Regions from separate parts of the Sus scrofa genome. Here region 1 is linked to region 2. A link is a contact called in public Hi-C data. All regions are on one chromosome and are shown on one strand. The core of a region is the stretch at or near the end of the contact, and the rest is flanking DNA. Distances in the headings are between cores, read along the strand shown. Region 1 overlaps COL5A1 (collagen, type V, alpha 1). Region 2 holds the start of LOC110256538 (a long non-coding RNA gene).

Region 1 (6,462 bases), core at 1,853-4,352, 420 kb after region 2:
GCACACGAGGCCGAGGGGTGCTGGGCACAGCCGTGGGCTTTCTCGTCAGGCGGCCCTGACTTGGCATCTCCCTGGACATCCGTGACTCCCCCTTTACACGAGGGACATGCCTGCCTCTTGGGGTCATGGCCAGGTCTCCAGATTAGAGAGTTGAGCAGAGCCCGTGGCACATAGCGAAGCCTTGCAAATGGCTGATGCTGAATTCCTTGTGGCCCCAGAGCAGACGCAGGGCTTCTCACGGCCTTGGATCTCTCTGCCAGCGGGCATCGGGTTAGGGGCATGTTGTCCTGAGACCCCGAGCTTAGGGGGGAGCCCCTGGAGGCCCCGACTTCCCCAAGAGCCTGGGGCAGCCTGGCACGGCATGGCCACCCCCAGCAGCCCTGGTTTGCCAAGGCATCTTGGGGTTTGGGGGTGGGTTTCCCTGTCACGAGAAGGTGGAAGGTGCCCCCCAGCAAGGGCCCCTCCAGGCTCCCCGTGTCCTGTGACCTGGGAGTCCCCGGGCTGGGGGCCTGTGCCGCCCCGTTACCTGGCGCTGATGCCTGCCGGCCTCCCCCTCAGCCGGCTCCGCCTCCGGAGGAAGGGCTGGACGACTTGGACACGGAGTTCACGGAAGAGACCATCAAGAACCCGGACGAGAGCTACTACGACCCGTACTATGACCCCACCATCGCCCCGTCGGAGATCGGGCCCGGGATGCCCGCCAACCAGGACACCATCTACGAAGGGGTGAGCGCCTCGGAGGGCACCTTCCCGGGCCCTCGGGCGGGGCCCCTGGGGTGCTGTGGCCGTGGGGTAACTGCCGCCTTCTTCCTTCTCTCCCTCTCCTCGCCACGTCTTTCAAACTCCAGATGGGAGGACCGCGGGGCGAGAAAGGACAAAAAGGAGAGCCCGCCATCATCGAACCCGTAAGGCGCTTTCTTATCTTAACCGGCCGGGGGGGTGGGGGTCGCAGCTCGGGGCACGTGGCGGGTTGGGCAGGACATGGCCAGATGCTGGACCCCTTTCTGCCCAGGGCCACCGCAAGGACGCGCCTGCTGCTGCTGAAGCCCCCCAGCAGGGGGAGGGCTCTGGACCTCGGCTGGGCAGCCCGGGTTCCTGTGGGTCAGGACCCTGTGCCGTGTCCACCTAAGAGCTGGGCACGTCACCGTGCATGCATTTCTTCTCGATGAAAAGAGACTCAGCTTCTGGGAGGCAGGGCCCTGGAGGGTGGAGGGTCCGCCGGCTGAACGTGGACCCGGAGCTGCGGGTCTGAGGCAAGAGCCGTAGTCGGACCCGCCTCTCCGCGCTGGCTCTGCAGCCGTGTTGCTGCTGCGGACGGGGAACGGAAACCTGCTTGTCAGCTCAAACGGCGCTTGAGCGGCACTTCACTGAGCCAGGTGATGGGCCACGGGCAAGTTAGTGACCCTTGATGACTCCGACCGCTGGGACCACAGCCAAGAGGTCCCGTGTGCAAGGAGTGGGTTCGTGGGTGTTGGCGGGGCCCTCCTCTGTGTCGGCACGTCCCCTGCCTGCAGGGAGCTGCTCCCGCTGGGCCCTCCAGGGCCCACCCCGTGGCCCGAGGGCTGCCCAGGTCAGGGCCCTAACTGGGGTGGGCGAGGTGCCAGGCGATTAATCGCCTGGAGCGGGCCCCCTGGGACTGCTCGTGGTGGGCACGGCTGTGGGCTGGGAAGCGGCCCTGGACACCAGAGTGGGGAGGCCGGCTGCCAAGGTCCGCCCCTGCCACGTCCTCTAAGAGCCGGAGGGAGGAGGCCAGTGTCCTGCCCCTCGACCGGTCACGAGGCTGGGCTGGGCCCCGGCTTCCACTGCCAGCACTCGGTTCCCAGTGGCTGAGCCAGAATGTGACGTGGCGGCTCCAGGGTCTTCTGATCGTGGGCCCCCAGGAGGCGGGATGGAGGGGCCCCCACCCCTCCAGTGGGCTGGGAAGGTTTCTTTGGAACCTTATCTCCCTTAGAGCCCGTGGCCATGGCAGACAAGATGGGGGGTGACTAGATGACCGTCCTGCTCGGCCCCCCACTCCCCTGGCCTGTCTCAGGGCTGTGGCTCATCTTTTTCTCCTGGGCTGCGGTCACTGGGCACACGCGTCTTTTGCTCGGATGAGAACATCCCCTTTCCCTGCTCCCTGAAGGTCCACGGGATGCAGGGCCTGTCTGAGGCTGAAGGATGGGGTTTGGGGAAGGGACAGAGGTGCCAAAGGGAGGCGGGCATGGGTACCAGGGGGCCCCTTGCTCAGCGACATGAAAAATCCTGACAAGTGCAGGTGCAGGGAGAAAGGCCACCCCAGGGAGGGGCAGGCAGCCAGCGCTGGTTGGAGCCTCCCCTAAGGGACGGGCTGCCCAGGACCCCCTCCCGTCTTGCAGGGCTGGGGGTATGCCAGGAGGTGGGCCACCCCTGCTGTGGCTTCCGTGGTCCAGCCGTGCGTGGAGCACGACCCAGATGGCCTTGACCTGGCCGTGGACTTGGGTGTCCTCCGTAGCGTCCCCGTGGCCACAGTGAAAGGGGCCTCTCGTCCAGGAGGAGTGGGAGCCCCAGGCAGACAGGAGCCGGGCTCTGTGGGGTCCCGGGTTGGGTCCCAGCTCTGGGAGGCCTGGCAGCACCTAGGTCTGGCTGAGCTTCCCATTCACACGTCCCCCAGTCTGGGCTGACCCTGTGCAAAACTCATGGCAGCTGGACACCCCAGGTCGGGGCTGGGGGTGGAGGCGGCACCCAGGGAGTCCAGCTGCCCGGCTGCACCAGGCACCGCTGGTGAGGGCTGAACACGCCCAGGCCGTCCAATGCAAACAGCGTGTCCCTAGAATCCACTCCGTCTTCGCTGGGGGAAAAGCCAGCCATCTGGATGTGGTTAGGGACGCTGCCCGCCCCCTCGGGTCCTGGCGTTTGCTCCCGCCCAGCCCCCAGCCTGCTCGGAGCGTCTGCGGGGCCGAGGCTGGTCCCCCTGGGGAGATGGTGTAAACACTTGGAATTTCTCAACCTGGAGTGTCGCCAGCTGTCCTCAAAGTCTTAGTTCCTCATCAACAGATGGCCGCGTCCTGGGAGGTGGCCGACGGGGTCTCACGGCTGCGGCCGGTGTCCAGGCCCGTGGAGGGGGGGGGGGGCTGTTTCCCCTCCCACCTGCGCAGCCACTCGCCCTCGGGTGTGTCACTCACTGAAACCGGCTCCTTGTCTCCGCCCACCCCAGGGGTGGGGGCTCTTTCCCACTCAGATCCGGTACCCTCCCTCTGTAGCGGCTCGGCAGCCTCGGGGGCTCCTTGAAAGGACAGGAACCCCTCAGCTGAGCGGATTCGGGCTCATCGGATCCGGCTGCCCCAGGCCCTCGGGGACCAGCAGTCTCCACGTTCAGGGTTTCATCATGAGGGAGGTGCATAGACATCCACCGTTAAGAGCTGTTTCGAGCTCGGCCAAAGGCGGAGGCCTGACACCCCGGTCAGGGAGGGGGAGCAGGGCTGGAGCAGGAGGGCGTGGCTCCCGTGTCACAGGACCGGTCCTCGGTGGGGTGGTGGCCTCAACCTGCTCGTTTGCCCGGTGGCCCCGCAGCCTTCCCCCAGCCGGCCCAGGGCGGTCCTCCCACGCGAGCCCACTGAGGCCCCGGCTCCCCGACGATGGCCCTTGGCATGTCCCGGAAACAGCTGCGGTGTCCTGCAGCCCGCAGGGCCTGGGCTCCTGTCCTCATCCCCGCTCGGCCCCGAGCCCCCTCAGCTGCCTGCGTGGAGAAGGAAACAGGGAAGCTGTCGTGGGAGGCTGTGGGATGAGCTGTCTGTGTGCAACGCGCCTGCAAACATTTCTCCGAGCGCACATCTGTGTAAACACAGGGTGCTCCTCCCTGCCGCTGGGCAGCCCCGGCAGGGGCGGGAGGGACGCGGCAGCCCTGGGACCCGCTGTCCCCCCGGCCGGCTGGCCGCCCCCTGTGCTGACCTCGTGCCCCAGGAAGCGGTTCCTGGTTTCCGCTTCGAAGAAAAACCCGGCCTTGATCGGCCCCTGCCCTGGCCTTGTTCCGGGGCAGCGGGGGGAGGCCGGCTGCAGGCCCGAGGGGTCCCAGCAGCGCAGGACATTGCGGGGAGGGAGGTGTCACTGTGCCCAGTGGCCCCACGTGTGGCTGAAGCCCGCCCCGCGCCTGTCCTCCAGCGCCCTCCACCCCCCACTCTCAGCCTGCAGACCCCCGTGGGGCCGTGCAGCCCCTCATACCCCCGAGTGGGCACAGAACACCCGGGATGCCGGGGCCTGCCTGACGTTGGCATTGACCTCACAGCAGAGAGGAGACCCACGCAGGGACGGAGGCTGATGGGGCGGGGGGCCTTGTCCCTATTTGGGGGGCAATGGTCAGGTCTGGGGGACCTCGTCCCAGCCCGGGAAGGGCCTGGGAGGGGAGCATGGCCGAGGGTCCAGTGGATTTGGCAGTTTTCCCACTTGCTCTGGGGCTGCTGGGTGGGCGGCGGGTGAGGCGTGGCCTGCCTGGAGGGGGAGGGGCAGTCTCAGGAATTGGGCCTGAAGGTTCCCCAGGCCTGAGGTTCCCCGGGCCTGAAGCCTCTCCAGGTGGGGCTCTCAGCCCGTGGGGCCCCTCTCCTCTTGTCCCCCGGCAATCCACCCGCAGCCGTCCCCCCACCCTCTCTGGCCCCTCATCCTGGGGCCCACGGCTCCCTCAGTGGCAATCACCAGGGCCTGCCTAGGCCTTGCCCCGCGGAGGGCAGGCGGACCCGAGTGGCACCGGGGGTCCTGGCCCTCCCTGTCCTCTGGAAGCTGCTCCGAGGGAAGCCTCTTGGTTTGCTGTGGGCTTCTTGCTGCCCTGGAAACGCTCGGGGGAGTCGCCGTGGCCGCACCACAGCCCCCGTTACAGAGACTGCTCAGGACCCCTGCCAGGCGGAGGGCGCTGCCCCAGAGGCCCGATCTCCGGTCCTCTGGTCCGTCCAGCCTGGAGGCGTCCCTGGGCCTGGCCCACGCGGGGTCTCTGGATGAGGAAGGACCCTGGGATCTCAGACGCTCTCCCGTCTCTTCCAGGGCATGCTTTTGGAGGGGCCGCCCGGCCCAGAAGGCCCCGCGGTGAGTGTCGGGGTGTATCTCCCAGGACTTGGGGGAGGTGCTCAGGCTGGAGGGAGGCCCTTTAATGCTCGTGGATGGAAAAGAGGAGCAGACGCCCCTGGCGGCTTGTCACCCCCGCACCACGCAGGAAGCGGGAACCCCCGCCAGGTGGGAACTGCCCCGTGGCTGCATCTTTGACCTCTGCCTCATTTTGTTTTTAATTCTAGGGTCTCCCGGGACCTCCAGGAACGATGGGTCCCACTGGCCAAGTGGGCGACCCTGGAGAAAGGGTAAGATGGCCGGGCCCCTGGGATCAGGGCTCCGCGGGTGTCCGGGCCCCTCCCTGCCGGGGACTGGCCGTGTCCTTGTGTGTGGGTGATGGCGACACACTGACGACCTTCCCCACATTGCCCCAGTCTCGTCACATCTCAGGCCACCCCCTACTGCGTCCGTCCTCTTTAGATAGTTAGGGGTCCACTCTTGGCCCTGAGCCGGGGCAGTGGGCTCCTGCGAGAGTGAGACTCAGCCGGGCCGTGAGCCCCCGGAGGCCGGGGGTCAGTGCAGCTTGGTGGCCCTGCGGCCCTGCATTAGGGCAGCAGTAGCAACGGCTGCAGTGGCCAGAGAGCTCGGGTGCTGCCTGGGCATCACGTGGGGTCCACCGTGGCCCACCCTTGATAGGAGACCTTGGTTGGTCTTCAGTCCCCCTTGCGCCAGCGTCCGTGTTGGAAATCAAGCCATAGACACAGGAGTCAAAGACCATCCTGGGCTCACCCTGGTCACAGGGGTGCATGCTGAGGTCCCCAGGTTAAGGGACAATTCTGAGGTCTCTCTGGTTACAGCAACCATCCCAGGCTTGCCCTTGTTCAAGGAACGCCTCTGGAGGTCCCCTTGGTGAAAGGGGTCATTCTGAGCTCACCCTGGTGAGAGGGATCCTCCTAGGGTCACCTCAGTCACAGGGACACATCCTGGGTGGGGGCCGGGGGCTGCCGTTGAGATGCTGGCTGAGCCCAGGATGCCCCAGTTTCGTTCTGACACCTAGTGGGGGTTTGCGGTACTGCAGCCCTGTAGGTTCTCCAGGTTGGCTCGGTTCTTTTTCTTCCCGTTTTTCCTGCTGGTTTAGCGAACGCCGATGTGAGCTCGGGCGGAATAAGCGCTAGTGATCGGGTGGCTAAGTTGTAGCTGGGACGTTATCCCTGGGCCTGGCACACTGCCCAGAGCAGAGTGAGATCCTCATGGTTGGGGGTGGACCATGGCTGGTCTGGCACGAGGAAAGGCGGCCAGGCCCTGGGGGCTTTGGGGTGATGCTCCCCTGAGGTCTGCAGACAGAGCGGTGACTGCAGGACCTCTGGGAGCAGCCGCACCAGTTGGGCACCTGTGGCCGGTGGCTTTGGGGGCCTGGCTCCGTGGGGGTGGGGGGCCTCCGCCTTCCCTACTTCCCCGCCTCTGCCACGT
Region 2 (6,155 bases), core at 3,228-5,727:
TGAACCCGTGTCTTTGCAGTGACCTGAGCTGCTGCAGTCAGGTTCTTAACCCAGTGTGCCATAGTGGGAACTGCACGATTTCTTTTTTTTCTTGGCAGTAGACTAACCTCATCAGAAGGTTGGGGCGCCGAGAAGGAAGGAGGCTCCAAGTGAAGCCTTTGGGAAATGCTGGGACCAGCAGGGGGAGCAGACCGACACTGCCAGAATGCAGTGCACAGGGCATGACGGTCCCCTGGTCTCAACACCCAGCTCAGGATTCACTTGTCTCTCTGTCCACACTCTCCTCCAGAGTGGTCTTAGGCTTTAAGAGTGGCTGAGGCACTGAAAAGTCTGTGTTAGGCCTGCAGCCCAGACCTGCTCCCTGGGGTCCAGGCTGTGCCTCCCGCACCAGCTTCCTCAGAGGGACTGGACACCTTGTAGTCATCCATCACCGTGTCAGCCAGTCTCACTGACCTTGAACGTGTCCAGAATGACAGCTTCTCTTCCCCAGGACCAGCCACCAGCCCTGATCTCTCCCACCGACTCCATCTTGCCCTCCCACTGCTCTCAGCATAGTAGCCAGAGGGATGCCTTTAGAGCCCACCAGGCCCTGACGCTCAGGAGAGAAAGTAGAGTCGTGTTATGTGTTTGTCCACACCGCACACGCCTGTATCGCACGTGTCACCACCACAAATCACTGAACACGCGTGCAGCACACATGCCCCTGTGTCTGCCGAGAAAAAAAGACAAAAAAACGATGGTTAGATGCCACGAAGTAGGTGGCAATGCCTTAACCGTATGCGTGTTGTTAGGCCCGAGGGCCTCTTCCATCCTTGTCAAGGGGAGTGCTAACCTTCTCTCCTTTCATACAACACGCCTCTCGTTTCGCCCAACCCCTATTTAAGATCCCAGGCCTACGTTACCTTACAGTTACGGTGACTTCAAGTTCGCGCCTCAGACACACTAGTAAGAGAAACCGCATACAACGGGGAACCGCAACAAAGTCCACTATAAATCTCTTGTGTTATTTTAGCGGGATGAAAAAACCCTTTTTTGTGCTCTAATATATTCAAAATAATCAGCCAATCAGAGGCTTGAGAAGAACACCCGGAAATCCCCTGCGTCCTTCTGAAAAATAGATTCCCCCGGAAACAAAACAGGGCCTCGCGCACTTCCTACGCGCGGACGGTCAGGAAATGGCTCGGAACTTTCTGCGGAAATGGAAGTGGCTTGCAGCGAATCAGAAGACAAGGAAGGAAAACCCGCTCCACGAACTTCCGGACGCGGCCCTGCGCCTGGAACTGTGGGTACCCGGGGATCCGGGGCGCGCAGGGCGCAGTCTGCGCATGCTCCCAGCCTCCGCCGAACGTCTTCCGCGCATGCTCGGGGCCGCTTCGCTCGGCTTCCGCGCCTGCCCTTGGCCGGCGCCGCGCTGTCCTCCGACCGAGGCTTTGACTCCTACTGCGGGGCCTGCGCGGAAGTGGCTTCTGCTCCCGTCCACCGTTTCCTTAGAGTTTTAAGATTCAAATGTGATGTCTCGGGTGCTGGCCGTCGGCTCAGTGCAGACGGTGGGGCCATGCGGCGCAGCCCGAGGCGATGACGCGGCGGTCCCCACGGCTGCGGGCGCGTCGTCCCCGAGCGGGATGCTCTTGTGCGCGGGGCCGCTTGCGGGCAGGGGCGGCCCTCGGAGAGACCACGCGGGCGCGAAAAGGGGTGTGTGCATATATGTGGGTCTTGTTCTGTGCGTGAACAGCACAGAAGGACAGTGGACCCAACAGGTGGCCGGCGGGTCCAGCCAAGGGACGCTGAGCGGGCAGGGGTGGACACGGCTTGTGGGAGGCCAGTGGGGTCCGCTCTCCAGACCTCCTTTGCGAATTTTCAGTTCAGCCCTTTAGTTACAGGTGAAGGGCTAGCCTGGTGCCCATGGAAGAGCTCTGCTCACTTTGCAGAGCATCGTGGCAGAGAAGAGCCACGGGCCTGAACAGGAGACAGGCAGGCAGCCACCTGGGACTGGGTGAAGCGTGAGGCCTAGGTGTCGCCCTAGAGCCTCTCAGGACAGCGGGCAGCTCCAAGGGCATCTGCCTGTCTCAGTCACTGCCCTGTCCACCTGCGTAGGCCGTCCCAGTGGCCGAGTCTCCGTAGCCCCAGACCTTCCCGGCTGGGACTCCTCCCTAGGGACCAGCTCCTACGGGCCCTGCCCTTGCCCCCTGCCTGGCACGCTCAGTGTGTGTCAAGGCCCTGCTGGCCCTGCACTAAGGCCCTGCCATTACACTCGCATCCCCTCGTGGAAGGGCCGTCACAACCTACTTGATAGCTGAAGACACAGGCCAAAGTGGTTGTGTGGACACCACACCTCCGATGGGGCAGCAAAGGGGTTAGAGCCGGGCTGTGGGGTGAGGGTCAAGGGTCTGCTTATGCTGGATGGTTCTGCTCCACAGCCGGCGCTTCTGCACAACCGCCCTGCCTTGGACCACCTGGGACCCTCTGGGTGCGTGGGGAACTCCGTTCAAATAGTGTGGGGGGCCCTGATGTCACCTCCTGATCGTCGCTAGGCCAGGTGGGACTTGTCTCTTGAGTCTGCAAACTCCTGGCCCCACCGGCTTGAAGCAAAGGGGCAGCTGGCTTCTCAGGAGCCCCGGATGAGGCCTCTCAAGCTTCAGGGTGACTTCAGACCATCTGGTGTCAACATGCAGATTCCTGGGTGGAGTCTGCATCTGGGGTCTGTAGTCAGGCCTAGGGATCCGCACTCATGAAGCCTTGTGGCCGCGCTGTCTGGACATCCTGTCTTTGCTGTGGGTGGAGAGCGGCTGACTCTACCTCTCCCAGGGGGCTTGGCCGTAGGACACGGGTGTGGGAAGGATTTGCAGGATGAGGGGCAGGCTGCCTTGGGGGCGGGGGGTGCAGCTACCATGTCTCCCCAGGGTTGACAGGACCAGGCGCAAGGACCCGGGAGGCAGCAGACAAATTGGAACCCCAGATAAATGAAGAGCTCCGGTACAGTAAATGTCTCAAGTATTTTATGGGATGTGCTTATTCTGAGACACATTCGTCATTTCTCCCAGACTGTCCTGGATTTCCGTTTGCTGAATTTGGCAACCCCGGGAATGGGGAAGAGGACTCCCGCCTTCTGCCCAGGAAGCAGCACCTGCCAAAGCGTCCTCCGGGGTCCCCTTGTGGGCAAAAAGGGAGTGGGCTTGTTTAGCAAACAGTTTCAGTGTTGAACAAAGCCGAGGAGTCTTTCCCCAACCCCTTTTTAAAGAAAAGCCTGCTGGGGGGCCGTGGAGTTTGTGGAAAATGAGGCCTGGGGGCCGGGGGCAAGTCCTTTAGTCCTTTCGTCATCCGTCTTGGCTCCTGGGTGGGGTGCAGGTTCCTCCCTGCGGGAGGGAGAAGGGAGGGCCCAGGGGAGGGAAGGAAGCAGAGGAAGAGGAGGCAGAAGGGCCCTGTCCTTGGCCACACCGGGGCACCCCCTGGGCACAGCTTTGTTGGTTCCGCAAACCCAGGCCCACTCCCGTCCAGCAGTCCCTCGGTCTGCTTTGGCCCCGGGAAGCACCCAGCAAGCGCCGTGTGGGTGACTTCGGGCGGTGATCCGATTGCTCGGAGCAGAATAATCTTCCTTAATAATAGTCAGTGCGCTTATCTGCAGGCACAGGTGGCTTTGGAGAGCTTGATTTTTCCTCTGGGGAAGTTGGCACCTGATGGGGAGAGATGCTGGCATCAGGAGGGTGTCTGAGGCCGGTTTGGGCCCCCAGCATGGCCGTCTCCCTGTCCCAGGAAGCCGTCTGTGGGGCAGGCCTGGCTCCATCAGCTGTTACCGCTTGGGGTTCTTGGCCCCTGCAGGGAAGGGCAGAGCCAGAGGTGGGGGCTCCATGGAAACGCTCTTCCCAACCCCAGCCCCATCCTGCCGAGCGAGGGGTGTCGGGCCACAAGAGCCAAATCCGGATGCAGGGCTTGTATGAGGACACAGCTCACTGGCAGGGCCTGGGGGTACATGAGTGGGGATGGTGGCGGCTGTGCGGGAGCCTGGCCCCTGCCCCGCTTACCTTCAGCGCACAGGCCTCTGCCTGCTGCCTGGCTGGCCCCCAAGGCCTTTCCAGTTTCGGCTGGGAGGCGGAAGCTGTGACATTCCCAGGAACGGCGACAAGCCCCGAGGACTTGTTGCCTTTTGGAACGGAAGGCCTTGGTGACCCTGGAACCTCCAGGGGCTGTCACGAGACTTCCACAGTGGCCGCTGGGTCTCAGGGGGTCAGCCTTAGGCCACGGCTAAGAGCCATCGCACCACACGGGGGCCTTTGGAATCGGCCACCTGAGATGTCCCTGGCCACAGGCTCTTGTTCCGCTGGCCTTGGCATGGCCTATGGGTCGCCCTCCGGGCTGTGGGTTCCTGCCCCTTGCTTGTCTTTGCTCTCCTCGAAGAGGGGCGCCCCAGGCTTGGGCGTCCTGTGCTGCCAGGCAGCCCTTGGTGGGTGGGGAACTGGGCCCTGTCCTCCACCAGGGGGCGGGCTTGCACCTCTCAGGGTCCCCCGGCTGCTGATGAGCTGCTGATGGAGCCGCTGGGGAAGGGCCCGCACCTCCCCTCTAAAGCTCAGCTCAGCCCCGCACGCACAGCCGGCCTTCCTCGCTCAGTCTGGCTCTCTGCGGCCTTGGGAATGAGCCCAGGTTCCTCCCCGCTGGGGCTGGGGCTCAGGGCACCGCTCGCAGGGAGGGCTCTGTGGGGGTGGCTTCAAGGTCCCATTTTCCACGTGGAGAAACCGGGGCTCCGGGCGTTTCCAGGATGCCTGAACGGGGTGCCCCCAGAGCAGCACACACAGTGGGGTCTGGAGCCCAGGCTCCTGGGCCCCGATGGCACAGGAGACTCAGAGGTGCTGCGGGCTGCGTGGGGAAGCATCGGACCTGTGGGGTGCCTGACAGGTGCCCGGCGCCGAAAATCTCTATCGAGGTGTAGCCTGGACACTTTCTAGTGCTGGTTCTTTCAAAAGTCCATCTTTTCTCATTACAGAACACCTATTCTATGCATGTGCATTTAAAACCACACAGGAGGAGTTCCTGTCATGGCTCAGCAGAAACGAACCCAACTCGTATCTGTGAGGACGCGGGTTCGATCCCTGGTCTCGCTCAGCGGGTTGAGGATCCTGTGTTGCCGTGAGCTGTGTAGGTCACAGACAAGGTTGGATCCCGTGTTGCTGGGGCTGTGGTGCAGGCCAGCAGCTGCAGCTCTGATTCGACCCCTTGCCTGGGAACCTCCCTGTGCTGCAGGTGCAGCCCTAAAAAGACAAAAACAAAAAACGAAAAACACAAAACCCACACAGGAGCAAAATAACCCTCCTCTTACCAACCAGCCATTTCCGTGGGCACATTTTTTGCATTTTTGCCCGTTTCCCATGGTAAGACAGCTTTGAGATGACCTCGAGGCACCAGCGCCCTGGGCAGGATCAGCAGTCTTTTTTTTTTCTTTTTCTTTTTTCCTTTTTCCTTCCGTTTCAGCATCTCTCACAATTCTTCCTGGCACCAGAGGACTCTGTCTAGAGGTTTGCTTTCAGGGGAGGGTGGACCGGGTCTGGAGAGGGTGCCTCACTTTCCAGACTTTTCTCTGTGCATTAATGGGCCCAGGTGACCCCGCCCGCCTCCTCCGGTGTTTCCGAGGATGGGGCCTGTTGCTCTGCCCAGGTACAGACTTGGTGCTGTTTCATTGGCTATGAAACGTTGATGGTGGGGAAGGGACAGCTGGAAAAATGTGCTCTCTGAGACCTGCTTTTTCCTCTGCAGTGTCTGCGGAGCCTTCGGGCAGGGTGGCAATGTCCCCTGTGCCGTTGCTCCGGGGGACACCCTCAGGCCGCTCGGCCAAGCCTGCGGGGAGGGCGCTGACGCTCCAGGGGTGAGGCCTCTCCTCAGGGGTTGCTATTAATAAGGTGACCGCTGACCCCCGGACGTGCGGAGGCAGGAGGGGACCGCACGTTCCCAGGGTTGCCGTTTGGCCGGAGGTCTTTCTTGCGTGACCGGCCGGCCGGCCTCCAGGGTGCTTTGGTTCGGTCCTGGCCCCCATGGCCCCAGTGGACAGGAAGCGCCTCGTGGACCAAGCGCGGGGCTGCCCTTCCTCTGGGATAAAAATATCCCGAGACCAGCTCCCTGCAAGCATCCCGAGGCCCTTGGGGCCGGTTGGGCGGGGGGCAGCCTCAGGG

What was found. A called contact is a pair of places that touch in the nucleus more often than the background predicts.
Region 1: a contact with region 2 is called in a Hi-C map of omental adipose tissue, with 2.4 times the contacts expected there. The contact joins two enhancer-like sites. A contact is called at or near these places in 9 of 47 Hi-C or Micro-C datasets (alveolar macrophages, brain, embryonic fibroblasts and 6 more) and 2 of 2 datasets of contacts at active chromatin or transcription factors (alveolar macrophages and skeletal muscle).

What each region holds. Positions count from the first base shown.
Region 1 is chr1:274,000,204-274,006,665 of Sscrofa11.1, forward strand. It overlaps COL5A1 (collagen, type V, alpha 1), which reads left to right. Exons shown (of 69, transcript NM_001014971.1): 8 at 559-726; 9 at 849-905; 10 at 4,990-5,031; 11 at 5,238-5,300. Among named protein-coding and RNA genes, the nearest start is that of COL5A1, 69 kb to the left of the region's middle. Within about 2 kb of position 3,103, at least 18 of the 83 cell types and tissues checked have an H3K27ac peak or open chromatin away from gene starts, as enhancers often do. A contact at or near this core is called in omental adipose tissue, where this site is marked.
Region 2 is chr1:273,579,829-273,585,983 of Sscrofa11.1, forward strand. It overlaps LOC110256538 (a long non-coding RNA gene), which reads left to right and starts at 1,610. Exons shown (of 2, transcript XR_002338167.1): 1 at 1,610-1,692; 2 at 2,418-2,999. Within about 2 kb of position 4,478, at least 16 of the 83 cell types and tissues checked have an H3K27ac peak or open chromatin away from gene starts, as enhancers often do. A contact at or near this core is called in omental adipose tissue, where this site is marked.